Regions from separate parts of the Gossypium hirsutum genome. Here all the other regions are linked to region 1. A link is a contact called in public Hi-C data. All regions are on one chromosome and are shown on one strand. Each heading gives the region's core, a stretch centred on a gene start, on an enhancer-like site or on the middle of the called end of the contact. The rest is flanking DNA. Distances are from core to core; before and after follow the strand shown.

Region 1 (7,140 bases), core at 1,497-3,996:
GAAACAAGAAAATTAGTAATCCAGTCCCTGTGGAATCGACCCTATTACTCTATACTACTATTTAATTAAGTTAGAGTATATGATTTTATATTTGGTAGTTTTGACGCCCATCGATTACAATATATAGTTTGAGATGAAAAATATACCAAAAGACATTTTTATTGTATTAACACATAGTTTACTGTTTTTTTGCATTTGTAAACTGATTTGGTGGATTTGACTAATGGTGGGTTTCGATAAACGGTACGGTGTAGTGCGGTGTGTTTAGTTTACTTTTTGTCTCACATTACAGTATCGTTACAGTATTTAATCTTATTGTCACCGCTATTTTTATATTAACCGTAGACAAACACACCGTCCATCTAAACCCACCCTAAATATATTATATATATAATTGTTATTAGATATAAAAAAAGATTATTAATTTCTTTTTTTTTCTTTTCCTTTTAAGACACCATAGGTATTCCAGATTTTAGTCATTTACAATCTCATACGTAAATGTCGTTTTGCTTCCATGGGTGGGAATGAGATATACTTTTCGGGTTTTCCCATACTTCTATGTAAATTAGAATCAATAAAGATATAATTTACCCTATATTTTTACCTTTGAAGTTGCCTAAAAACTTCAAATATGTAAGGAGATTTATTTCCATATTAATTCTGATTAGTTCTCTACAATATTATTATTTATGAGTATTTGCAATGAAGTCTCTTATTTTAAAGTAATGTTTTGGTGAGGTGATTTGTCTCTTGTATTTTGAAAAGAGTCTAAAGAGATTTATAGAGTTTAATGAGCGTCTCGATTGATATAAATACGATTTGCAAGTTTATAGGGTAAGTATTAGCATTATGTGAAATATTAATTATGCATGATACACCTATAGGGGATCGAATCATCAGCTAAGGCTTAAATAACTCTATCTTGTGAGATTGCAGGTTATATCTACATCAACTGATGTGCTCTCTAAATTCCGTGAACCCTTTGGGTCTCTTTGGAGTTTAGAAGACAAACCCCCCACAAGAACAATACATTCCATTGAGGGAGTGAAACATTCCATGGTAAATAATCACCTTCAATAAAATTTATATCTTATCATATAAATTCGATTTAAATTTATTGTATATGTTTTATAAGGTAACGGTAAATTTTAATATATTCTAATTGTTAATATAATTCTAGAATTATAACTTGGAAAATAATATTTCTCACAACATTCCATTATATAGTAAATTTTTTTTGTTCAACTATTCCATTATATAATATTATGGAACAGGTATGGCTAAATAATTATTGTCTATGCAAGTGTATTTTTACCCTGTTTTTTTGGGGTCAAAGGACCACAGTAATTTCTTTGGTAATTAAGGACCACAGTAATTTAGGTTTTCTCAAAAGAAAAAAGAAAAAAAAAAGAAAAAAAAAAGAGATAAATTTGGTTGGATACAAAATAAGATGAACTTAAACAGGTGGGGAAATCATAATTAATGTAAAAGATATGCTTCTTCTTCTTCGTCTTCTTCTTCTATTTATGGTATCCTTTTAATATAAAATCCACTAATAAAGTTATGAATTTTCTTTTCAATTGGTTAACTTACCTCTTACACTTAAGGTATCCTTTTAATATAAAATCCACTAATAAAATTATGAATTTTTAATTTGATACCTTAAAATTATGCTTTATTTGTTTTTACCAAGAATAAATAGCTGTTTTGTATATAATCCCCATTCTAAAGCATGTAAATTGTATATATCCATCTAAAACTTAAGGTTCAAGCTTCAATGGGCAGTAAAGCAATTTTCAGTCTTGTCCTCGTATTAGTTATTTCAGGTTGCTATTATCATATTTTTTTTGTTAGTATCAATGGCAAATTAGGCTTAACTCAATTGATAAACATTAAGATTTGTCTACTTGAATTGCATGGATTTTTGAAGTAGAGAGACTGACATCTTAATTGCTGATCTAAATTTACAGGTAAATTTGTGCAGTCTGATTTAACCTTCAACTTTGACAATGAATGCTCGTTCTCAGTGTGGCTATCAGCCAGTCCTTCCGTTGGCGATGGTGATCCCGAGAGGGGGCCAGGCACATTGGAAATATTCTCCATGCCAGATCCTTGGACCGGTAGCCTCTGGTTACGGACGAAATGCTCGTACGATGCTTCCCAAGTTAATTTTACTTGCGAGACCGGAGACTGCGGGTCTGGCTCGGTCGATTGCCAATCTCCACCACCAAAACCACCAGAGACACTCCTGAATTTCAACATTAACCAGAATGTGGTCTGTTACGAAGTGAGCCTGAACCATGGGTTCAATGTGCCAGTCCGAATTCAACCGATTGGTGGCACGTTGGTTGGAGGGTCCGAAGTGTGCCCCGTTGTCGACTGCATCAAGGATATGGGAGATGTGTGCCCTCCATCCTTGGTGGCTATAAACAAAAATCGAGCCTATGTGGGATGCAATAGTCCATGTGATGCGTTGAAAGATCCCAAATATTGTTGCACCGGAAGCTTACAGGGCAGGCTTGCCAGCCTAATGACTTCTCAAAAAGATTTAAGGAACTTTGTCAGTTGGCACATACATATCCGGGAGACAACGATCCTCCAATATACAAATGCAGTGGGGCAAGTGCTTACAATGTTACATTCTGTCCTTTATAACTCTACCAATTCAGGCATTGTAATAATTCTTATTTGCAGCGCTAAACTATAACTAAATAAATGCAAAGTCCTGTTGTTAAATAATCCTGAATGAATCAAATTAAGTTGAATCCAGAAAAAAAAACTGTTATTTTGGTTGACAGCAGAGTATTGAATACAGCAACAGAGTTGGAAAAAGCTAAGTAAAATAAAAGACACGAAACGTGGACCATTTCAGCCCAATTTCTCACGTTGTAACTGGTAAGCACCTGACTTAAGACTCTCCCCCCTTCTTTTATTTTCTAATTCTAGGGTTCCTCTTGGAAACCCTTTTTCCCCCCTCAATCGCCTAACTGTCTACATCAATGGCAAAGAAGAAATCACCCGGGAAGAAGAAGCAAAAGGTAAAGGGATTGAATCAAATTGAAAATGCTCCAAACTTCAGTAAGCAGTCCAGGAAAGCTGAACCTATGCCTTCCTCTTTTTCTTCCCCTGCTTCCCCATCCGCTTCTGGTATTTCAGTTTCTCTCTCTCTCTCTCTCTCTCTCTCTTGCGCATATTCTATCACCTTTCGTTTCTTTTTGGTGTAATTGGGTATGTTTAAATGTTGCTGGAGTCACAAATTTTATGTTACTCTTGATTATAGAGGAAGGATTGTTCCTCAAAGAATGAAATTTTCTTGTGAATTGGGTAATTGTTACGGTGTAAATGACCCTAAATGTATATCTTGGATATTATTTGAGGAGAAATATTGAACGTCGTAAATTTTAGTGCATCCATTATGAATAATTATGTATTTGCCACTTGTTCTGTTTGCATAATGATCTTAATTTATACGGATAATTCTGTATAACAACTTGATAAGAGCAGAATTTGTTAGGTTCTGAAGTTCTTTTAAGTGTATTGTATGATTATTCATTCAGTCTGTTATCACTTTCTTTGAAGTTCTGCTTCCAAGATAGAGAGACTGTTATAGTTAGCAATGCACAAAAGCATTTTGGAGAACTGTAACCTTTAATCTTGGTAACTGTTTCACAGGTTCCTTACAAGAGTGCTCCTATGATAGAGATGAAGCTTCCAGTGTAACCTTAACTAATTTCGATGATAAACAGGATGGAAATATAGTGGATGACTCAATTGCTTTCAGTGGCTCGTGTGATAAAAGATCAAGATTTGTGTTAAATTTCTATGAATTTCCGGCGTTAGAAGCTGAACCAATTGCTCCAGATACAGCTAGTGATCCATGCAGTGGTAGAGTGGTCCAGTATGTATAATGCTATGGGCAGTTTTCTTATGGTTGCTTTCATGTTATATTCTTTATTTACTTGAGAACTTTCTTTATCCCTTTTTTCTTGTTGAAGTAGGAACGTAGTGGAACAAAAGAGTGATGTGAAGAAGTTACAAGTTAGAGGAAGCACTGGTGTTTGCATAACTCCAGGAAATGCGGTATGGGCCAAAACAGCTTGCCAAGTGTGGTGGCCTGCTCAAGTAAGATACTGTTATTTTTATGTTGTTTCAAAATATGACGTAGATGATCTTTTTGTTTTGTATATACAGTCATGTGCGTGACAGAATCCATAGCTGCAGTTATATATTATATATATTGATTGTAGGATTTGCACTTTTTCCCTTCATTTTTGTTGATTTTTTGCTTTCTGGTTGTTGATGTGCATGTTCTGTAATTAAAAAGGGAAAAGAATTGTTGGAAGCCTGTTGGCACTTCTCTTCAAAGATCATCCTATACCTAATTTTATGCAGAATGGATTGAAATTCTTTCACCCGATATCAGTGGCTTTCAACTTGGAAAATGAAGTTCTAACCCTTTCACTTCTGAAACCCTTTTGTACTGATCTTTTCTAATGGAGATAGAAACTTTGCATAACTAAAGTACAGCAGCTAACAGCAGGTTTAATCATTTAAGTGTCTTTGACTAATACCTGTAACTTTCTTAGCCTGGGAAAACTTCTTTTTCCCATCTCCATTAGATAATTTCAGTTTTGACTTGAAACTTCTCGTTCTCTTCAGATATGTATTTTGCATGGAACAATTTTTCCCCTCTTCAGAAGTACTCTTAAAAGCTCTTACTTGACATTACAGATCATTGAAAAAAGGTCCGTTTTAGTTGATTCAACAATCCAACAAACCGAGGAACATGTTTTAGTAAAGTTTTATGGAAAACATGACAGGTATAGTACCCCCATTGTAAGCTAATGTAGCCTCTATCCTAGAACTGTGAAAGTTTTATTGTTCTACAGGATTTTTTCATTATATGATCTTAAATATTAGCTAATTTCTTTTCAGTGCTTGGATTAATGCAGCAAGAGATCTTTCAATGCTTGAGGATGTAAGTATAGGCTTTGTCTAGCCATGCCAAAATTATCAGTATTGATTTAGTTTAATAAATATTATCGTTCCTTAGAACTTGCAATAAAGAATCTGCTTTTGTTTCTTCTTTTTTTATATTCTTTCTTTCCACCTGTGATATTCATTTGAAGTATTTAGGAGGCTTGGAGGGGAATACCTCCTTTCTTGGTTTGTGCAATGCGAACGGAAATTTTATGGTGATTTTGAAAGTCACAACAAGATATGATAAAAGAAATAGTGGTTCTATGATATACATATATGGGAACTTGATGTTATCTTTAACTTATTTTTTTTCAGCACATGAATTACGGGTTGTGTGAAATCTAATTTTAAAATAAGTGTTTTTCCTTTTTGCCAGTGCTTTGAAGAAAGGAGCTGCAATTTAATGGAAAATTTTCAAGATGCTTTGAAACAAGTATTGAATATTTCCATGAAATGTGCCATTTGTTTTCATTGCTTCATTTTTCAACTTCTGCAACTGTATTCTTGCCTAATTGCAGGCAATAGTACAGAGGAAGAAACATATAAAATCATGTAAGCAGTTGCCTGGAAGCCCTGATCCTTTCCCTCAATCTGATCGGCAAGACAAAAAATCTGGTTTGTGTTGCATTGCACTTATCTCTGTGTTACACTTTTAACCTTCTAACATACTTGAAAAAACAGAAGACAAATAAATTGAGCTGAGGAAGATACACGATTTAAAAGTTGGGGATATTCATCATTGCTTCATTCTTATTATCTCCTATACTTATTGTAGATCAAAAGACTGGAATACAGACAGGTCTTACGTGCCACTAGTCTATCCTCCATGATATACAGAAAATATCAATCTCTTCATTACTCTTAAATCTGATTGAGACACTTGGTGTAGTTATAAGTTTTTTGTCTAGTTGCCTTGCATTAAGACACTTGGGTTATCCAATTCCTTCATACTATTATGTTTTAATCCGCATTCTTTAAAATGTGAATCGAACTTAATATTTAGCATCGTTCTTATTTGGTTCATAGGCATTCTTATAGGTCTACTATAGTGTTATTTTTCAATTGTAGATTGAAAATTGATAGCATCTGTGGTTTGAGCATCTGGGCCTCATTACTTTGATGGTTAGAGGATTAGGATGCTAACTGCTTGTGGGGTTTGCAGTACCCAATTCTTAATGCAATGCTTCAACCTAATATGTTCCTATTTTCATCGACAAGCAAATATCAATTACATTTTCCTGTTTTCTTATCACCTGCAAAATCTGTTTAATTTCTAGAAAGAAATATATGTTATTTTGATAAATTTAGGTTCTACTTAAGACCTCTAATGCTTTTAATTTCCATGGTTTCACCAGAGAAAGAACTGTTCATCGTTCTTCTAAACCCAGCTTAATTTGGAACAGGTAAACATGCTTCATCATTATCAAGCAAAACTGGCAGTAATTTAGTCAGACAAGTAGGTAATAAGAAGGAAGGCAAGCCAAGAATTCATCTTAATGTGAGTAGCCACTCAAATTCTTGGCCAACTTGTCTTAAACTATTTGCTCGTAGCTATCATTAAAAGGTTTGATAATATTGTTTTTATAGGGTGCTAGATTTCCATTGAAATCTGGTGAAGGACCTCGGCGGCTAAAAATTATGCGGTATCTTGGTCTCACAGCTCCGATGGGATCTCCCTTCTAATCAATCACTCATTTAAAACTTGCTACAAAATGTTGTAAAAATGTCCAATTTTTAGTTCATATTACTACGATATGATTATTTTTATATTTACATTTAGTAGGTCCATTATTTGTTGTCAATGAATGTGTTTGATAATGCATAGTAAATTTTTACTATTGAAGAAGAAAATTTTTTATAGTTTAATTATTTTAATGCGTTTGATAACTCATACTAAATATTACTTAATACGAAATTTCAAACAAAAAAGTGTTAAATGTAGATAGAGAGTTTCTTATGGTTTGGAATTTAGTTTGTAGACAGAGAAGTTCTTATAGTTTAGAGTTTAGGGTTTTAGGTTTGTTCTGGTTTGGGGTTAAGGTTTAAAGGTTTTAGATTTAGAACTAGGCATACGGTATGAGATTTGAGGTTTGGGTTTAGAGATTTAGTGTTATGCTTACGGTTTAGGATTTAGTGTATCTGAACTAAATTAGATATTTA
Region 2 (7,140 bases), core at 2,787-5,286, 1.0 Mb before region 1:
TGAGACTAGAGGAGAGATCCACAAGCCAAGAACACATGACAAGGCGCAAAGAAAGAAAAACAAAAAGAGCATAATTCTTCATTTGAAAAGGTGAGATCAAATAAAATAAGCTCAATTTTTTACTACTCACATTGTTTTGGATTTTAACCTGGTCAACTGATAGTAAGAACTGATTGTAAGCATCCTTGTCAGACAAAAGCTTCCGTAATTCATCAACACTAAGAAAATAAGAGAGTGATTAGGAGTTGCAAGATGCGCTATTAATTAAAACAAGCATTTTTACTTCTGTAAGTACCCAACATTTAAGAAGCCACAAATGCAAATAATAAAAAAGGGAAGATGGATAAAATGAATAAAAGAGCATAATCGATCATTAGTAAAGCACAAAAGCAATAAGGAATAAGAATCTTAAATTTCTTTCATAGAAGGAAATGAAGATTTCCTTGCCAATAGCAAGGTGGACTGGAGTGCAAAAACCAGACATCTAACCTTTTGTCCTTTAAAAGAGCAATGATTCCTGCAGCTTCAGAGGGTGAAACTTGCGAGGGAGAATGTGGCCTTTCTGAAGGCCTCTGTAAGTTGAAGCTGTTAGATGCACTGCTACCTGGCGTTGAAGGCCGGGAAGAATTTGTGGAGCTAACACCAGGAGGAGGATACCAAGAATGTGAAGAACCCTCTTGTGGACGTGGCTGAGCTTGTTGCTCCTGTGAACCCCTGCATCATGATCAAAATTTTAGTGCAACCAAATATAAATGTCACAAAGCATGTGAGTGAAAAAAATAAAAAACTCCAGCTGAAGTTAGAAATATCGCTATCAAGTTTTAACTTTTGATCATTACTGCACAAGTACAACTACAACACAACTTTAGTGGCTTCACAGCATTTAGAAATGCCATTTTCTCATTTGACATTGTTGCTATTGCAGCAATTCGAAAAACGTTGGTCCAAGTGCACTTAAGATTGTATTTTCCTCTGATTTAAGGGTTTGGGATTTTGAGTAGTAGTAGTAGGAATGGTATTAAACAATGATACAATTTATTGACCATTTGACAGAGTTACCCCTATTGAGATAATCCAACATAAGGCGCATATACTGCCGGAGCATATTAAAACGACAGAGTAATAGCACCAAAAACGCATGAAGCATGTCCACAGTTGCCCTCACATGATGAGCAATTAAGAGATGCTCTATGTAAACCCAACTTCATGAAACATGTCCACAATTTAGACTTGCCCTAACATGATGAGCAATTAAGAGATGCTCTATGTAAAACCAGCATCATGAAACATGTCTACACTTTAGACTTGCCCTACCATGATGAGCAATTAAGATGTGCTCATCTGAAATCCAACTTCATGAAAATAGATATTACCGACTAAATCCCACATTTATTCTATTTCATACAACAGCCAAAAGGAGGAAGAAGAGCGGACACTTTTGGTTTAGCTGCAGTTTCTGAAACATGTTTATCACTTTAAAAAAAATATAATAACCCAGCTTTCCTTTAGCACAAATTTTAGTTTCTTTGATGATCGAACAGCCTCTTAATACGCCCAAAAGGAAGGAAACGGTGATTCTAAAAATACAATACACATTAAAATTCCAAAGAAAAAAGAATTAATAGGAAACAAATTTCCCAAAATCCAGCAAACCCACAATTATATTAATAAAAAGAAATTCTGAAGAAAGTTCGATCGAAGTCACAAATCCAAGTGAAATTAGTCAAATTCGCAGGCAATTTATATAAGAAACCCCCCCCCCTCAAAATAAGGCTGAATCGGAAAAAAAACGAAATAATAGAATCCAATAATCCAAATAAATCAAGAGAGATTAAAGAGGTAACAAAGAAAACATACCAGAACCTGAACATAGCTCGCAAGCGGGTGGCTTGTTGATCGTTGGATAATCAATCAACCCAATAAATAGAAACCAAAAAAAAAATGAAAAACAGCGTTAGAGTCGTAGACGAAGAAAAGATTATTTGTTCCTTACAGAGTAAGAAAATATTATTTCGGATTTTTAATTAAAAAGAAACTGAGTCTAAGAGATTATATTTAAGGAGGTCTAAAATCAACGAGACAAAAGTTTTTTTAGTTCTTAAAAAAAAAAAAAGTTTTAGGTACATTTGGTGGGTTATTATTGGTTTTGGACACCGACGATGAAGCATCTGAGTAGAAGAAACTTGTTGAAAAACAATTAATCTTAAAATATGTTATAAATTTAAAATTTATATTTAGAAAACTTTTTTTTTGAAAATTAATAACAGAACAACGAACACGATTAGTACGGTTTGAACTCAAGTCACATTGAGACAATAGCACCTTTAATCATTAGGTCATCATATGAGTTCTTAATTTTAAAAATTTAATCTATTTAATTTTAAAATTTTAAAATTCAGGTCGAATTGTTAACACTATATTTTTTATACTAACAAAAAAAATAACAGTATTAATAACTAGATGTAAATTCAAAAATATAAAAAAATAAAATAAAAAAACTTAAAATGATTAAATTTTAAATTTATAAAAATTACAATAACCTATTACATCTTTTAAAAAAAAATTGGAAAATTCAGAAAAAGAAACTTTCTTTTAAGCTTTAATGGGATCGGATCATCATCTTCTGATTTCATTAATGTATAATTTGACTAATATATTAAAAAAGTTCCTTATTGTTTAATTTAACTCTTATATTATTTTTTGTAGTTAAATAAATTCCATGATTCTTTTACTTATAGAAGTTCTTTTGAAATTTTAAATTAATTTATGTTTTATGCGAATGTGAATTTAATGAGAATAATTTATTAAATAAAAATAAAATTTTTGAAAGGAAATTAAAAATTTTTTTAGAATGCTTATATACATAATACAATTAATTTTTTTTTAAAATACTTATCTTTTAAGTTTTATATTAATATTAAAAGTGAATATAATTTTTATTGTATGCTCAAATATTTTGTTTCTGTTAATATTCTTCGAAGAAATATATGAGAATGTAGTAATGAATTCTATCATTACAGATAGAAAATATTTATCTTATTCAGTACTGAAACAAACAAATATTATTACAATATTTGATAATACAAAATTAGTTGAAAGCTTTAGAAAAGCTAATATATCAATATTGAAAAAGTACAAAATTTGTGATGATTAATCCATTAGTTTTCAAATATATTCACTATTATGGATATCATATTGAAATTGTGAATAAGAAAAATATTATATTTTATATGAATCAATGGAGGATTGAGTTATTGATTACTCTTGTTATTAAATTGAATTAACTTTGTAATGAGCCAAAATTACCCGACCCAAGTCACTAAATAACAAACCCAATACAAACCCCAAACTAACCCAAAACCTTAAGCCCAATACTATGGCCCAAAGTTTTTTTCCAGAAACAGCAAACCCTAGCACTTAGGCACTCCCTTTGGCCGGCGCCGCCTCCACCCTCACACCACACCCGCATTTCGCGCCTCCACGTTCGCTCCATGTAGGTGTTACGCTCGCGCCTCCATACCTACGAAAAAATAGGAAGCAGTACCAGAAAGTGCAACGAAATAGGAGTAAGTTGTTTTGTTTTTTTTCCTTTTCAGCTATAAAGGCCGAAACAAAATCATTGTAAAAGGGGAGACGAAATACAAAAGATACATAAAATTTCATTCTTTTCGTTTTTTTATTTCTTTCCATACATACGAAAATATAAAAAAGGAAAAGGAGAAAGATCTTACCTGAACCCACCGACGTGGCCCGGAGAAGCCCTCTCTAAAATCGAAGCTTGGCTCAAAATGGCGGTTGAGCTGCTTCTCTTTGATCTGTCGAAGAACAAGGGGTGGTTCAAAGATGGAATATCCTTTGTTTTTAAGCAGTAAATGAGTTTTAATGATTTTTTTTTTGGTTAAAAAAGAAACAAATCAAACGGCGCTCTAAATGGGTGAATTTGTGCATTTTCACCCTAAATGGGTAAATTTCACAACTGGTTCCTCGTTTTTGTGTCCTCATTTGATTAGGCCATTTTTGTATGACTTTCGTTTTTTCAAATCTTCCCTGGGATTTATGCACCGTTACAGTTTGGTCAACGTTGAAGCGCTGCGTTCAAGAATCTGGGTTAATTGTGCTTTTAATTCCTTTTTGTTTGTATGCGTTATGTTAAAATCCTTAATTCTGTTTTATTACTTTTGTTTATTTGTAAATTGTCCTTTTAATTTTATTTTTATTTCAATTGGTTTTTTTTTGTTTTTTTTATCATCAGCTTGTGTTTTTTACTCCTTTTATTTTTAAAATTTATTTATTATTCATCCTTTAGAGATTGTTTTAACATATCATCTTGAATTGTCTTCTTGATTTTGCACTGTTCTAGTTTGTCATTTTATACATTCATTTTCGTTTTTTTTTCAATTGTTTTATTTTACTATTTTTTTAAATCTTCCTTTATATTCTTCTATGTTTTAAAGATTTACATGACATTTAATTTAATGCTATTATACATACATTTACATAATTATTTTTTATTCAAAATATATATTATTGATTTCATATTATTTTATGTAAATATTTTCTTTTAAATGTATTTACGTGTATATATATATGTATATATATCTTCCTTTAAATCTATTTATATATATAATTTCTTTCTTTAAAGGACCCTATCATAAATTATATATTTCATTTATTTTAAAAACTTTCATATATTAGTATTTATATATATACTTTATTTACACTGAATTTTTTTTATTTCATGTATATCATTTATTTAGATTAACATATATTGTTGCATATATCACTTACTATTTTTTTATTATTTATTTTGAGATTTTGTTTATATGTTACTATTTCATATATTATTTATGTTTATTTTTTATCTATTTCAAACTTTCATATATATTACTTACTTCAAGATTTTTATATATAATTGTTTGTTTGCATATTGATGATTCCAAATTTCATTTCTTGTATATCATTCATTTGTTTATTTATTTTAAGGCTTGTTGCATGTTATTTAAGCTTGATATTTCATTAAAATTTACTTTTAATTCATTAGCCTTCGAATATTAATGTCGGCATTTGTATGATGTATGATATGTCGCCATCGTATGCACCCAAACTCGTTCCTTTCAAATTTCATATTACGGTTATTTAATTTTATAATATTTAATCTGTATTCCATGTTTGTAACTTTGTTTTTTTATATCATAGCATCAGGACTCAAATTCCAACGTTTTAATTGGTATTGGTCGGCTCATTCCTATTCTTAACCATTTGGAGCCAGTTTTTAAATTGATTATTTGAAAGTTTTTCAAAATAAGGCAATATTTCGTGTTTGGGAGTTCGAGAAATCGTGCCATACCTTGCTGGGTTTCGATTTTTTGTTCAACCGAATAACTGAATATCCTTTTGAAATTTCATCCATGTTTTCTTAAAATGAGGCAATATTTTGTGTTTGAAAATTCGAGAAATCATGCCCAATCGTGCTGGGTTTCGACTTATCGTTTGACCAGATAGCCAAATATCCTTTTGAAATTTCAAATGCATGAGTTTTGGAAATTATAAGATGATCTTGTATCGAGGGTTTGAAATATTGTGTCCTATCGTGCTGGATATGATATTTTATTCCTTCTAAGCGAGAGAATCTCAATATCTAATTCTAGTTATCCAAACGTTTTAAAGGAATTGTATTTTAAAATCTTTTTCAAATTTTCAACATTAGGACGTTAATTGTTTTAATAAACCGAAATGCTTTATTAAAATGATTGATCACAAAGTGACCTGATCACACCTAAACAAAAAGGACTGGTGGCGACTCCATTTTCATTTTAAAGTCGACATTCGTTTTTCAAAATAAAAAAATAGTTTCGACAGCTTGGCAACTCCACTGGGGATGAATAAGAGAGTCAAACCGTAAAATTTATTATTTTTTGTCCTTTTTTCAAAAAATAAAAAATTTAATTTAAAAAAAATCCTGCTTCTTTTGTTGCATTTGTTAGTGTTATGTTATATGTTTGTTGCGATTAGAGACATATAGGATATTCCTGCATGATGTTGCATGACTGTTATGGTCACACCTTTTAAGTGAGAGTGAGAAACTATTTCCTTCGTGAGGTTTTCACCTCCGTGCAGGATAGTGGATCGCTTTCGGGATACGTCCATACCTATGTCTTCGTGAGGTTTTCACCTCCGTGCAGCCATAGGGAAATGTATTCCCTTGAACTGAACTTGGTCCACATGAGCCTATAATGGGTGAGGATCGAGGAATCTGCTTGTTTGGGTACCTCTACTTTAGAACCAAACTGCATATAGCGAGCCTTAAGAGCCCAACCCTAGGTAGAGCCACTCCAAACCCTAGCGGTTACCCAAGTAGGTGTCCTATATTGTTTTTTCCTCCTATGCGAACATGTTTTGTTTTGTTTATGACTGCATTGTATTACATCATCATAGAAATGAGGTGTTTGATTCATATTTGATTGCTAAATAGAACAGTTTGTCATGAGAAAACGAATTTCTTGATAAAGTGGATTATAATACGGTTGTCTGAATATAGTCTAAGTAAACACAGCCGAATAAGGCTAATAGTTCGTGGAGGAAAACAAGACTTTACCTGAGGATTCAAGTCAATAAAGATTATTCGAGAGTAGTCACGTCCTGAATTTTTTAGAGGAGCTAACAAGCATCGCGAGGATAAGTGAGTAATAAGTCGTGGCCCGGATTAAGCAAAAAGGAGCTGAGGATTGGTCACAAGGTGACCCGATCACACCTAAACAAAAAGGATTGGTGGTGACTCCATTTTCGTTTTAAAGTCGACCTCCGTTTTTCAAAATTAAAAAATGGTTTCGACAAACTGTAACTATTTTTGCGATCTTCTTTTGTTATCATCCCCATTAAGGGATTGAAAGCAAAATATTTGACTGTGAAAGATCTACTTATGGGCAATAGAATATGACAATTCTATCTAAAGCTCATTATGGTTGGATGCACCTGAAGTTACAATTTTTTTTAAAAAAACTGTGAGTATAACTCTACAGTATTCAGAATAAGTTCTCAATTGAAATTACATGGAAAAATATTATTGATGAGAACTTGCAAGAAAGAAAACTTATGTATGAAAAGTCATTGATTATGTATCTATTGTACACCTAGAAAATA
Region 3 (7,140 bases), core at 1,568-4,067, 700 kb before region 1:
CAAATGAAATGCAATATTCGACAGCATGTGAGAGATCATACGAAATGAGTTAAAAACGAGCCCTAGGGTCGATCAAGAATGAATGAGATAATAAGCGTCACGACAACATCCAGCCAGAGATCCTTGACTCAACAATGTTTGTATAGTTCTATTTTGTTAAATACATGGTATGTGCCTAAGTTGAGTCGGTTTTGACACAATATGTGCTTATGTTTATTTGTGAAGTTAGAACTGGTATTATGGAAATGGTCACAAGGTTGGATTATGAATTTGGGTATGTCACAAGGTTTGAAATGCATAAATTAGTTGATATGTTTATGATCTATTTGAATATGTATATATATATGTCAAATGTTTTGAATGGTTGTACTATGAAATTAGCTTATAGGTTGTATGGCATTGATGAAATGATTGCATGGTATTGGTACATTTGTGAATAAAGTAGTATTATATATAATTGAACTTTTGCAACATGTGCTTTTGGCTAGAAAGGTAAATAGAAATGTGAATTGTTGTTTAGGTAAGTGTAGGTTGGTGCCATTTTGAACCATTTGCAAACAAACAGTCACATCGCAACGTTGAACCTTTGTTGCCATAACAAGACCTAGTCAATATGTTGAAGAATCCTCGAAGTCATGATGTCAACCCTAGATTTTGAAATTTTACAATTTGGTCATAATTTGACCTCGGGTTAGTAATAGAGATTTCGTAAGCTCGTGTAACACCAAAAAATGATTGTATAATGTATTATATGCATGTATTACTCGTATTTAAATTTATAATGGTATAAATTGAATATATTTTTTATCGCAGTTGCTCTGACAACGAATGTGGCATCTTGTAGCTTGAACCCGACAATCGTGTTGGGTACAGGGTGTTATAGTTTCTATAATTTTTTAGATTTTAAATATTTTTAATTTAGTTTTTAAGTGATAATGTAGCACAATTTCAAAGTGTCATGTTTTCACAATCTTACACCATAACAAAAAATGGGTAATGTGTTTGATGGAATACGAGTTCATGTACCAACCTAGACCCAAAAAAAAAAAAGAACATTAGGCATCAACTTGGGAAAAATAGTCATGTTCAAGGGCTAAAAATGGCGTATCCCTTTAAATTGTATAATAATTTCAAAAATTTTAAATTGGGTTTTCATTTTATTTTTATTTGGTATCTTCCATGTTCGTTTTACGGTCTATATTCAAGGTTCATGGTTGTCGCTCTTAACAATTTTTTCATCAAGGTTTAAACTTGCATTCTCTATTTGGGTATACAATGTACCTTACCATTGCATTGGGTTTCCAAATTATTAGTACAATATCAATTAGGTTTTTTGTCAACCTAACTATTAGTGTTTTTTTTTTATCATTAGAAGGGGAAGGGGAGGAAAAATGACAAAATTTGAACATGTTTAGTCTAAGTGCTAAACAATAGCTTTAACCATTGCTTCAAGCAAGTCTTAGCGTCAGCCTAATTGTTAGTTAAGATGTTAAATTTCTTCACATATATGATTTAAAACATAATCAAAATATGTGAATCAAATTTTAAATGCATTTATACTTACAATGAGCAACTTGAATATGATGCGTTTAAAAAAATAATCCTAAATTTTAAAGACATGGTTTCTTTTTTTTAACTTTTTGTCTAAGCTGTCAATGTGGTGAACATATATGTATAAAGTAGATCTAACATATTTTAAGTATGTTACATTAAATCCAAAATTAATGCAGGCTAGCGTTGTGTTAGTGAAAGAAGTTGATGGATATGATCTTAATTAGAGTGTTTCAAATTGTAGAAACTAGTTTAGAATTTTGGCCAGAATGCATGTGGCAACATATTAGAATTTTTTATTATTATTTCCGAACATATGGCTTGGAAAGTTAACAAACAGAGTATAAACATGATTTAGGATTATAAACCTGGATGAAGTAAAATTTCAAATTAATCTAGTATATGATGGAAGCAACCGAAAGCATCAACAAAATTTTTGTTTCCAAACATCATGTTAGTAAGGAAGAATTCCATAACTGGTTCTACTCCTACCTACTCGCAATTGTGAGAAAGATCTCAACAATGAAGACATTCGATCCAACTGTCTCATAGATGGGGCCTTACAAGAATTGCTCTTCCACAAAATCATCTTTGATGTTGAAGAAGAAGCATCTCCACTGTCATCTATTAAGTTAATGTATATGTGGAACTGATCCATTGACAAGGATCCCTTCAACCCTGTAATCACATGTGTTTTACTTACTCTAGGGAACACCAGGGGCACACAATGTCTTAACAAAGTATTTAACTGAACCCCGGACGTTGATGCGGCCTGATCGCCACCTTGTCCGATGTTTCGAGCCAAATCCGGAACCCTTTCTCCTCCAATATGGTTGGCCGAAGGCGATTCTAAACTAGAATACTCTACAAATGTTCGACAAATAGGACAGGTAGAACGTGCCAAAAACCAATTGTCAATGCATGGGACATGAAACAAATGCCTGCAGTTTGGCAACAAGCGTATAGTCTCCCCTTCCTTTAGTTCTCCCAAGCAAACAGCGCATTCAATTTGATGAGTGCCCAATTCTTCATCTTTATCCCTGGAGAAAGGCAGGATTGGAATTGTTCCCAGGATTTTTTGTTGAAGCCCAGTTGGTATGGAGGGATTTGTAGCATCATCCGGTTTATCTCCCGATCTCAGGCAGTATTTGACAAGTAAAAAATGGTATACAATTAGTGCTAGACAAGTGGCAACTATGCCGGCCAAGGAAATCAACAAAGGAGTCAGAAAGGACCCTGAATCTTGAGCACCATTTGCAGGATCCATAATTTACCATCTACAGGTCTTCTTTCAACTTTACAACTTGTGGTGGTAACTTTAAAAAGATGGGTTTACGAGAGTTTGCAGTTGGTGCAGCTGAAGAAAATGGACAAATTGTAGTGTTTTTTAAAACAGCTGAAACACTTTGGTCTTCTCTCAAGAGAGGCTGAAGACTTGAGAGATTACAAGTGGCATTCTTTGATAGTGGCCCACGTGTATGGTATGTAATTGGCCAAGTGTCACTTGTCTGGTAGAGTATGATTACGTTTGAGGATATGATGATATCACAATTCACATATTATTTTATTCTACCACCCTATTTAAGATATAATAATTAAGATAATATGGCCTACGTTAGATAATGACACCAGAAAACTGAGTAATAAATATTTTCCTAAACATTTTAACATTTGAATTCATGAATAATTTATTTAGTTTTTAAATATCAAATAAATAACATATCACAAAATAATTTTTTGCTTCGTAAAAATAAAATAACATTTTGGAAATTCAAATTTAAAATATATGAAAAAAAGTATTCTCAATTTTCTCAAATAAATTTAACATATTTAATGGATCAAGATAGAAAGTTGAATATATTTTCTTTTTAGTTTAAGTAGTAATAAAAGTATAGACAACAAATTTTAAACGATTGATGCAGAGTAAATTATCTTTTAAGAATACATGATAAAAATAATTATTCTAAGATAACATATCTAATGTCATGTAAATTTTGATATGACACATTGTAGGATTTTGGGTTCGAATATCAAAAAAAATATTGAATGACTCAAATTAGAAATTTTGTAAAAGAAATTTGATATTGGAGTTGAGAATATATAAAAAGAATTTAAAAAATAAAAATGTGATAAAAAGAACTAAATAAGGTAAATTTTGAAAAGTATGAGGACCATTGTGCAACATTACCCAAAAGTGGAAAAATATGAATTATTATGGATGAGTTATCATGAATAAATTGGACTATGATTCGGTGGAATGAAAATCACTTTTGAGACTAATTTAAAAATTTTAAATATTATAGGGATTGAATTGTAATTTTTCTATTTTATCGAAAAAAGAGCTAAAGTACAATTTTTATTACTCATAGAATTATTATAAATATTTTTGATGAATTATGAACTTGATTTGTTCTAACTATCAAATTTTAAGAAGAAATCTAAATTTGACAAAAAGAGATAAAAAAATAATTTTGCCACAAAGGATAGTTTGATCAATTCTTAAAACTTAATTATGACAATAATATTTCAATATTATATTTGATATCCAAAATTATTTTGAATCATTAGAACCTTTTATTGATGAATCCGGCCATAATTTCACAAAGTTAGGTTTGTAAAAATTGGGTCAAGGCCTTGGGCCCTTTCGGGGTTCTTTTTAAATTGGAAAATACCCCTATCAACAGAGTTCTCTTCTTTCTCAACCAACAGAAGCAACCATGGCTGCCCTCATCTTCTTCCTCTCCATTTTCTTCCCATTTTTTTTATTTTCTTTTAAAATCTTTACCTCCCATCTTGAGATAAAATTAAAATATTCATGAAATCAATTTCCTAAGCTCATTTTCTTCATCATGTCCAGCCATGGCAACCTATAATTTCTTGGTTTTTAGTGAGATAATTCATGGCTAGAGAGAGAAAGTTCTAATAAGGTAAAAAAAAATGGTTTCCTACACCCATATTGGTTTGATTTTTGCTATGGTTTGTCATGAGAAAGCTTAGAATGAATTTATATTAGTCATTGGTTATATTTTTTATTTATGAAAAATGAGTAGACAATGATTAGTGGATATTCAAGCTCTATTTATGGTAGAATAAAGCTTATGAAGACTTGATTTAGAGTTGTAGAGCATCCAACGAGATAAATATATGAATACTCATACTCATCCTAAGTTAGTAAGCTTAGGAATCATGAAACTAATGTTATAATTAAGTGTTTAATAGTTCTAATCTTAGTTTGAAATTTCATGAAATTAGGATTTGTAATTATGTAGTCATAAAGTGTTATGTTAATTAAAAGTATGATATAAGAATTTTGGGGTGCCATAGAAGTATAGGTGGACGTGTATAAACCATTTCATTATTATGTAAAGATTAGATGAGACCACTATGGTTAAAAACATGTCAATGTACTAAGTCCTGCTTAAAGTCAACAAGTGTCGATACAAGCTTAAAATATTAGAGCAATCGTAAGATTTTTGTAAATCTTTTGTAAATAATTATCTTATGTTTAATTAACTTTATTGAAATTATATTGATTATAATTACGATTGAGTAAAATTCGATTCGACTCAAAAAAATCGAAAAAAATTCAAATTTTGAGTTAAACGAATCGAATTATTCGAGTTAATCGAGTTATTCGAGTCAACTCAAATTTTTTTTGAATTTCGAGTTCGAACCGAGTTGAGTTTTCGAATTCAAATAACTCGAATAATTCGAATAATTCGAATATCAAACTATAATATTTTACATTTTTACCCCAAACTCCCAAACTTTTTTATTTTTCCCTTAAAACTTTTACTCCTTCTCACTTTTCCCCCAAAACTTTTACTCCCCTCCATCCCAACCCCCCATCTACCCAAAATCCATTTCCCACCAAAATTTTACTCTCTCATTTACTTTTCCTCAAAATTTTACTCCCCAAAATCCTTAAAACTTTTTATTTTCCCCTAAATTTTTACTCCCTCCCACTTTCCCCCCTAAACTTTTACTTCTTTCTCATCCCACCCCCATCTACCCCAAACCCATCCCCCCTATTTTTTTAAATATTTTTCCTCCAAAATTTTACTCCCTTATTTACTTTCCCTCAAACTTTTACTCTTCAAAACTTTTTATTTTCCCCCTAAACTTTTACTTCTCACTCTTTACTCCCAAATAAAAAATTAAAATTATCCAAAAAATATCCTTAAACATAAATAGTAATAATTTTATTTATATCTACTATTTATATTATTAAATTAAATTTCACATTTTATATTATTTATATTATTGAATGGCTTAGTCATATTGAATATTTATATTAAAATTAAATTATTAATGATGCCATAAAATATTCGTTTTAAAATTTTATATTGGTATCAATTTCACATTTTATCTTTAAAATAACTTTTATTAAAAAAATACATTTTTATATTTAATATATTTTTAATTAAAAAATATATAGTGACAAGAATATGAAGATAATTGAAACAACTAAGCAAACAAAGAAGTTAACCCGTATATAAAAGATTAATAAATAAATTATGAGGTGATGAAAGGTAATAAAAAATTTGATTACGGTGGACAAATTTTATTACGATGGGTGACAATTGTAACAAGGACCCAAAATTATTTTTTAAAATTTAAATCGAACAAATATATTCGATTCGAATTCCATCTCACTCGACTCGATTTGAGAAAGTTTCAAACCAAATTAGGATGATAAAATATGATTCGTCAACTCGATTAACTCAAAATTTTTTCATTCGATTCGATTCGATCGAATGCTCACCCCTAATTATAATATTGTAAATTTATATTTGTATGTTTGAAAAATGTGGTTTCGAACAAGTAAAATTCGACTATGTCGAACGATGTTAGAATCTTGATTATTTGCATGAAATTGACTTTAAGAAAGAACCTTGTAAGATGTCTATTTATGGAGATGAAAATGAAAGTTTTGAAATCTTATGTAGTAGTATAATGCCATGATTTAAATTATTGATTTTTATTATTGTGGTTTAGGCCATGAATACTGATATAGAGTTGTAATTTGATTTATTACATGAGTTTTATGATATTATGAAAACCATAGAACAAGGTTTTGGTAACTTATATAAATAGTTAGGGTATGATTGGCATGCCAATAGGGGACTCCTAATTTGTACTTCGGTACTCTTGTTCCTGGTTGTAATACCCTTAAAATTGTTATACCATAAAATCAGTAATAAATAGAGATTGTGTACAATTTATTTTTGGATAAAGTGAAATAAGGAAAATAAAAGTGATGAAAGAGAAGCTTGAATGATGTCAAAGAAAATTGAATTGAGAAGTAGGTTGTGGTATACTAAATTAAAGGAAGAACTAAATAGTAAAGATGTAAAAAGTTTTGAGGTTTGACTGCTGCCAAATATGCGAAAGTTTGACCAAAAAATACTACACCAACTATATAAGAAATTAAAGTAGCAGTGTTCGCAAGTATACAGGTCAATTTGTAATATAGTATGTGTTACAACAGAACATAGGAAATTATTTTGAGAATTGTACCCAAGGGAGAATGGAATAAATCTATTGAAAATCTCTCTACAATAATAAGTCTAAATAATAGTGGTTAAA
Region 4 (7,140 bases), core at 1,391-3,890, 550 kb before region 1:
ACTGAATTAGAGTCAAATCTAATATGGGAATCCACATATTGAGTTAATGCGATAATAGGGGTTTTAATTAGAAAGAAATTTGAATTAATCAACATAGAGTCAGTTGCTCTTATTATTGAAGAGAGATATTAGCATAATTTAGGGATTTCTTCAGATCAAGATACTAAGTGAAGAAATTGAGTAATTTGGATTGATAATGACAGATGAAGTCTAGGTGAATTCTTTCTTGGGTATTATTTCACTTCTTGATTGTTAATAGTTTATTTTCCTAACTTGTTCTTTTTCGCGTTCATAGTTAATTTTAGTTTTAATTAACTACTCGGATTTATCAATTAAATAATAGAAAGATGGTAATTACTAGTACTTTTAGTCTTAGTGGGAACGATATATTTACTCACTGTAGCTATACTATTAATTGATAGGTGCTCTTGTTTTAGTCAAATTTTTAGTTGGTTTACGACTACATCAAAATTCTAGTACAAAATCAATTAATTTTATGCTAATTACAACAGATTTGCTATTAATTGGATATTAAGCTTTCCATTCACATGCCATATTCTCTTATACACGTAGTCAAGTTATATATTTGATAAACTAAAAAATTAAATATTAAAAAATAAATACTGAAAAATAATTGTTGTCAACAACTTTTTAGTTAAGTCGCAAGACCATTAATTGCGTAATTTAATTTATAAAATTTGTTAAGTATATCATTAAAAATTAAATATTGAATTAAAAATTAAATATTGAATTTAATTAAATTATTTAATAATGATAATATAATTTTAAATGAAATAGAATAAGAAAATAATTAAAATTTTTCAACATTTTTATCAAATAAAGCCTAATTTAATTAGATTAAAGTGACATTGAAATATCTATTTGAACCAACCCAACTTGAGTTACTATTGGATGATAAAAAATATTTTTAATTAAATTAATTTTGAAATATATAAATACTAATATAAAAACAAAATTTAATTTCTTTTAATTGTGAAAATGGTCACCAGAGTCCATCCAAATTGAACTTGAAGCACAATCTTTCAAAAATAAAAAATAAAAATTGGATCGTTGTATAATCTACAAACTTCAATTTTATCCCCCTTCATAATATTTCTGGTTTCATCCTTACTAACCGCAAAGGTGAAGCCAGGAGCTGGCAATGGCTTTGCCCTTGAAATTAAAAATATTCAATTTAATTTCTTTAGAAATAATTAAATTATAAATTAATCTTTGATAAAATTGTACTTTTATCTTTTCAAGATATGAAAAAGCTCTATTTAATCCCTTCCCCCTTCATCAACAAATTTAAAAACTTGATTTCCAATTCAAAATTTTAAAATAATATTTTCACAAAAAAAAATGGTCAAAAGTATGTATAGCGTAACAAGGAGATGAGCGTCCATCAAATAACTGTATCAAACTTGTAAACCATAAACCCTAGTGGTTTCTTAATTATATATTAATAATCCATTGCTATTTTGACGAAATTTACGTGTAAATGAGTTGCTTATTGGTTGATCGGTTGATCCTACGTATAGTCACGAGCATGAACTGTATTTGTAATTCATAGAGTTTATATTATATGTCTGTAAAATAATTTAGTTTAAATCAATGCGAAACAAGTTTTTTATATTGTATGTTATGAAAAATAATTAAAATAAGTGATACCACAACTTGTCAACTCTATGTTTTGATGTCGACAACCTTTTTCTCCCTTTTTTGTAAGCTTATGTGTCGTCGTGTTTTGTTTTGGAATTTTCGAAAATAATTCGTAAATTCATTTGTTTTATTGTTTTCGAACTTGTGTGCAAAAACAACAGCCAGCAAAACGCATTGTAGCTGTGTCGATCGAATCCAAAACTTGATGGGCTTTTTCTTAGGGGACCATTAAAAGGGAGAGTAGTCAATTTACACCGATACAATATTTATTAGCTTCACAGGCTTGTACGATTTCGTATATGAATATGGATACCAAACCCATCTATAGGTTTAGAGTTTAAATTTTATAAGTAGATAAAATAATATTAAATTATTTAGAAATTCGATCTAACTTAGGAATGAAAGGTTAAAATCACAAGTGATGCTGTAAATGGTTGAAAAAACATATCTCTAATTTAATTTCTTCACATAGGTATCTTTAAGTTAGACATAAGATTGAGCTCTTAACAGAGAAAACTAGTGGTGTGGTAATAATTAAAGGTATAACTTGTTCTTTGACCAAGAATAAACCCAAACTCAAAATAAAAAATTTCCTAAATGAAGAGAAATCATATTCATTTGTAGTGAGCGAAGATAGGAAAGGGACCCCACTGCGATGAGCTGCATGCAAAAAGTCAGAGGCATGAGACAGATGAGAAAGAGTTATATTATTTGTCTAAATGTGAATTTAATTAAATAGATTATAGTATATAATTAAGTTTACTATTTAAAATTTGATAATGATATTTATATTAAATAAAAGAATTTCTTTAAGTTGTAAAACCAAACAAATTACCAAGTTAATAGTAATGAGAAGGCAATAGATGATTTGACTGATTAATTATTACGTAGAATTTTGTAGTCCTTACTTTCCTTTATGATTTTGACTCATTATTTGTCAACGGTTTTGGTTTACATAATGGAAGCAGTCAGTTCCTGGGATCCATAAATCCGAATCCGGTTTTTTCCCCAAAACTTGCTTCTGTAGTCTTCCCTTCCCTCCATTCTCTCCTATAAATACATCAAACTCCAAACCCCCCCCCTCGTTCATTCACATCCCTATTCCCTCCCACTTGCTCCATTTCCTTTGTTTATTAGGTGGGTACTCGGTCTTTCTTCATTTCTCTCATATTCATATGCAAACATTAACTTATATTGTGAATTATTTTTGGTTGTTGTTATGAACAGGGAATTCATGTGTCCCTCTGCAATGGCACTAACTAACGATGATGAGTTCCAGAAAGGAGTGAAGCATCTTTTCGAAAATGGAGTTAGCAAACTTCCCAACAAGTACATATTGCCAGTTTCGGATCGACCCAAAGTAGATAAAGAGCATCCAAATGCAACTAAGTCTAGTCTTAAACTGCCTGTAATCGATTTTGCTGAATTACAAGGCCCGAATCGGTCCGAAGTCCTCAACTCCCTCTCCTCCGCTTGCGAAGAATATGGATTCTTTCAGGTGGTGAATCACGGTATCCCCATTGAAGCTATAAGAAGCATGATCGATGTGAGTACCAGGTTCTTCGGTCTCCCGTACGAGGAAAGAGCAAAGTACATGTCATCCGACATGACCTCGCCTGTTCGATATGGGACTAGCTTAAACCAGAGAAAAGATTCAGTGTTCTGTTGGAGAGATTTCTTAAAGCTTGTCTGCCATCCATTGTCGGATGTTCTCCCTCATTGGCCATCCTGTCCCATGGACTTCAGGGAAGTGGCGGCTACCTACGCAAGAGAAACCAAGTGGTTGTTTATAAGGATCACGGAGGCCATCCTGGAGAGCCTGGGCCTGTGGGGTGCCACCACTGAGGAAAAGACAGAAGAAGATGATGAAATACTAAAGCAGTTCCATGATGGAAGCCAGCTAATGGTGGTTAACTGTTTCCCTCCCTGCCCTGAACCTGACCTCACCTTAGGAATGCCACCACACTCGGATTACGGTTTCTTGACCCTTCTTCTCCAGGATGAAGTAGAGGGTTTACAAATCCAATACAAAGGCAAATGGATCACTGTTGAACCTATGCCCAATTCCTTCGTGGTTAACGTCGGTGATCACCTTGAGGTGACCTCTAATTTCAACTCATTTAGCAACGTGGCTTATGTTATATGATTACTGAGTTTGGTTTGCGTTATTTGCAGATATATAGCAACGGAAGATACAAAAGTGTGCTGCACAGAGTATTTGTGAACCCAGCAAAGCCACGACTATCGGTGGCCTCACTGCACAGTCTGCCTTTCAATTGCATGGTTGGACCATCACCTAAACTGATTGACCAAGTAAATCCACGGCGTTATAAAGATACAGATTTTGCCACTTTCCTTGAATACATTTCATCTTGTGAGCCCAAGAAAAAGAATTTCTTGGAGTCTAGGAAATTGACATGAGCCCAGAAATTGGAAAGAAAACAATGTGTGTTGACTTTTGTTATAGCATATTACCAATTAATTATTAGGTAGACAGTATTAGTTGAAATGCATGTATATTGTTTAATTTGAATTTGAATTTATATTTTGTTTTGTTTTTCTTTAGGTCTACTATAATGTGAGAAAAAAAAAAAACCTTAGCCTGCCTTTACTCTACGTTATAAATGCTAGGTTCCAGAAATAAAGACCAAAGACAAATGGGGAGTTGTACTATCAAACATAATAAAATGTATTCATAAGCATGGATAATATCGAAAGATTTAATTGGTTTAATTCTCTTGTTTTCACCCAAATTTACAAAAACAGAGATATAAGTGAAAATAAATTAAATAATGTTTATTATTACTAAGTTTATGCATTATGGTCAAGATGAAAAAATTACTGTGTAAATGGATTTGTAGTTTAACCTCGTTAATTATAAGATTAAAATGATATTTTTCTGATTTTTATTACTTTAATTATTCTTTCTTTCAAAAAATTTCAAAATTATATGTAACTTTGTTTCAATATGTAATTTGATACATGAACTTTAATTTGGTGTAATCATACACATGAAACCTTGATTGCATTTCAAACGTATACATGAGATTTTAATTTTGATCAATCATGCACATTTAAAAAAATAAATATATCAATATATTTTTATATTGGATAAATATAATTATTTGTACATGCAATATATAAATATAAAATAATACTATCTTAATAATTGTGTTCATAATTTATGATAATCAGATCAATTCAAAATTTTATGTATAAAATTAAACAAAATTAAAATTTATATATAAAATTACACATTAAACCAAAGTAAATTAATTTTTTTGTCTTGAAACAAACTCATTAACGTATATAAAATGTTAGTAATTACCTAATAGCAAAAAAAAAAAAGGAAAAAAGCTAAATAAATAGGCTATTTTAAACACTGTTAATCCGAACCCCAAAAATCATTACAACAACATTCAAGTGGAAGCCTTGAATTAAAATCCGAATTATATATATTTAAAAAATATCAAAAGAATGATTAAATAACAATAATCATGAGCATCCATTATTAAAAGATTAGTCATTGTTATTACTGATAAATACGTATTTTAATTATGATTAAAAAGAATATCAATAATCATAATTAATTATTACAAAACATGATTAGATTAATAATCAGAATATATCTAAATTTTATTCAAAATAAATTTGGACAAAATTAATTATGAGACATAAAATCTATACCGAAAATTTACATATAATTTATACAAAACAAGACATATTATGTAGGGGTGAGCAAAATCCGATTTGATTATAAAAACTCGATAAAAAATTCAAAATTTGAATTAATTAGTTCAAGTTATTTGGATTAACTCGAATAAAAAATTTAGTTTTTTGGTTTAACTCGAACATGAATTACACAATTCGAGTTATCCGAAAATTCGAATAGAAAAGACAAAACTATATCGTTTTGATAAATGTTTACATTTTTAAAAGTTAAAATTCAAAATAATTAAGTTAAAAGGTAAAACTACGTTGTTTTGATAAATGTTTACCCATTAAGTTAAAAGGAAAAATCATTATATTGTTCATGTAGTTAAATAATCTTGCACTTCGTCTACTAGTTAAATAATCAATCCATCTAAAAGCAACATTAAGTATAAATAATAGGATTCGTTAACTCGACTCTATTTGACTCGAAATTTTTTGACTCAATTTGATTCGATTCGATTCGAAAAAAATTCAAATTGAGTTTGGTTACTAAAATAGAATTTGTCAACTCGACTAACTCGAAAATTTTTCACTCGATTCGACTCGACTCGATCGAATACTCACCCCTAATATTATGAACTCAACCTTATCGAAATCATTTACAAATCGAAATTAATTAAATGGAAAGAGGGGATGACTTTGCTGATGAATACTTTTATTAGAAAGTGCATAATTTCATCAAAATTATTTTAGAAAGTTTATAAAACATTTGATCGTTAAAAAGTAGAATTTGGTGAAATTTTCTGTTGAAAATTGGTTATGGAAATATGGGTTTAAAACAAATTTATCCCTTTCTTTTCTGTTTTCTTCAATTGCCCGACCCATTCTTTTCACGTGGTGGAACTTATCGTATAAGAAATCTATGAAAATGATATATGTATATACTAATCGTTAGATTGTACAAAGTAAATACAATTAGATACATGTATATGAGAAGATTAAATATTTTAAATTATTGGTTTCCAAATCTTTCCGCCGTAATAGGTTTCATGTAAAGTAAGTTATAAATCCATATATATTTATATTCCTTTTAAACTTTGAATGGTTTATTAATAAACATATCTTTTTATTAGCCACAAGAACACATGCTGAAAGATTATATATATATATATAACTTTGCATGTGTTTGAAGACCAAAGACCGAAGTTTGAAAGTGTAGTAAAGGGAGAAGGGGGGGGGGGGAATGGTCAATTCAAGCCGGCATAGCATGCTACGTAGTGGTGGCTTGGAAGGGGTTGTATGCATGACTTTATATGTAGTGTAGGCCAACATGTTTTCTTGACTTTGGACCAGCTGGGGCGAAGAGTAATGACTTAGCTTAGCTTGGTCTACCGAGTTCGACATGCTTGCCACTCATGGCTACCATTCATTTAATTTGATGTTGTTAGCTACATTTAGTCGAAAGACTTTAACCACTGGGTTTTTTTCTTTTGGTCTACAGTCAGTCTTCTAATATGGCTTCACATAATTAAGGCTTCTGGAATGAACCTAACAATCAATATTGACTAGAACAAGAACGAGGAGCAAAAATGACAACAGTTGATTATACTAATTTGGAAAAGAAAATACAATACATATTTTTTGATAGTTACAAAAACTGTTAGAATTAAGTTGTCCGAATCCTTATTTAAATAAAATACAATGGTAAAATAAAATAAAAGTAAAATCTATATAGAACTACACTTCTTTTATTTTATTTTATAATAAGGTTTTTTAAACCTTATTAAACTCCATCTATTTGATATTGATTAAAATAAGGTGTTT

What was found. Hi-C and Micro-C count contacts between places; a contact is called where the count stands out from the background.
Region 2: a contact with region 1 is called in a Hi-C map of leaf, with 2.4 times the contacts expected there. The contact joins the promoter of LOC107931520 here to the promoter of LOC107887210 in region 1. A contact is called at or near these places in 9 of 34 Hi-C or Micro-C datasets (callus, leaf and seedling).
Region 3: a Hi-C map of leaf shows a contact between it and region 1, with 2.0 times the contacts expected there. The contact joins the promoter of LOC107949238 here to the promoter of LOC107887210 in region 1. A contact is called at or near these places in 5 of 34 Hi-C or Micro-C datasets (callus and leaf).
Region 4: a Hi-C map of leaf shows a contact between it and region 1, with 1.9 times the contacts expected there. The contact joins the promoter of LOC107948131 here to the promoter of LOC107887210 in region 1. A contact is called at or near these places in 4 of 34 Hi-C or Micro-C datasets (anther, leaf and petal).

What each region holds. Positions count from the first base shown.
Region 1 is chrA04:64,142,723-64,149,862 of Gossypium_hirsutum_v2.1, forward strand. LOC107887210 reads left to right here and starts at 2,747. Exons shown (of 10, transcript XM_041111059.1): 1 at 2,747-2,895; 2 at 3,012-3,147; 3 at 3,673-3,898; 4 at 3,999-4,122; 5 at 4,732-4,820; 6 at 4,936-4,978; 7 at 5,357-5,413; 8 at 5,499-5,595; 9 at 6,384-6,478; 10 at 6,568-7,140. The coding sequence starts at 3,105. The coding sequence ends at 6,663. It also overlaps the pseudogene LOC107887212.
Region 2 is chrA04:63,142,039-63,149,178 of Gossypium_hirsutum_v2.1, forward strand. It overlaps LOC107931520 (vacuolar protein-sorting-associated protein 37 homolog 1), which reads right to left and starts at 4,037. Exons shown (of 8, transcript XM_016863430.2): 1 at 3,732-4,037; 2 at 1,858-3,520; 3 at 490-714; 4 at 131-218. The coding sequence starts at 1,871.
Region 3 is chrA04:63,438,730-63,445,869 of Gossypium_hirsutum_v2.1, forward strand. It overlaps LOC107949238 (RING-H2 finger protein ATL52), which reads right to left and starts at 2,818. Exons shown (of 1, transcript XM_016883980.2): 1 at 2,006-2,818. The coding sequence starts at 2,818. The coding sequence ends at 2,006.
Region 4 is chrA04:63,593,230-63,600,369 of Gossypium_hirsutum_v2.1, forward strand. It overlaps LOC107948131 (probable 2-oxoglutarate-dependent dioxygenase SLC1), which reads left to right and starts at 2,641. Exons shown (of 3, transcript XM_016882598.2): 1 at 2,641-2,799; 2 at 2,890-3,760; 3 at 3,838-4,395. The coding sequence starts at 2,897. The coding sequence ends at 4,083.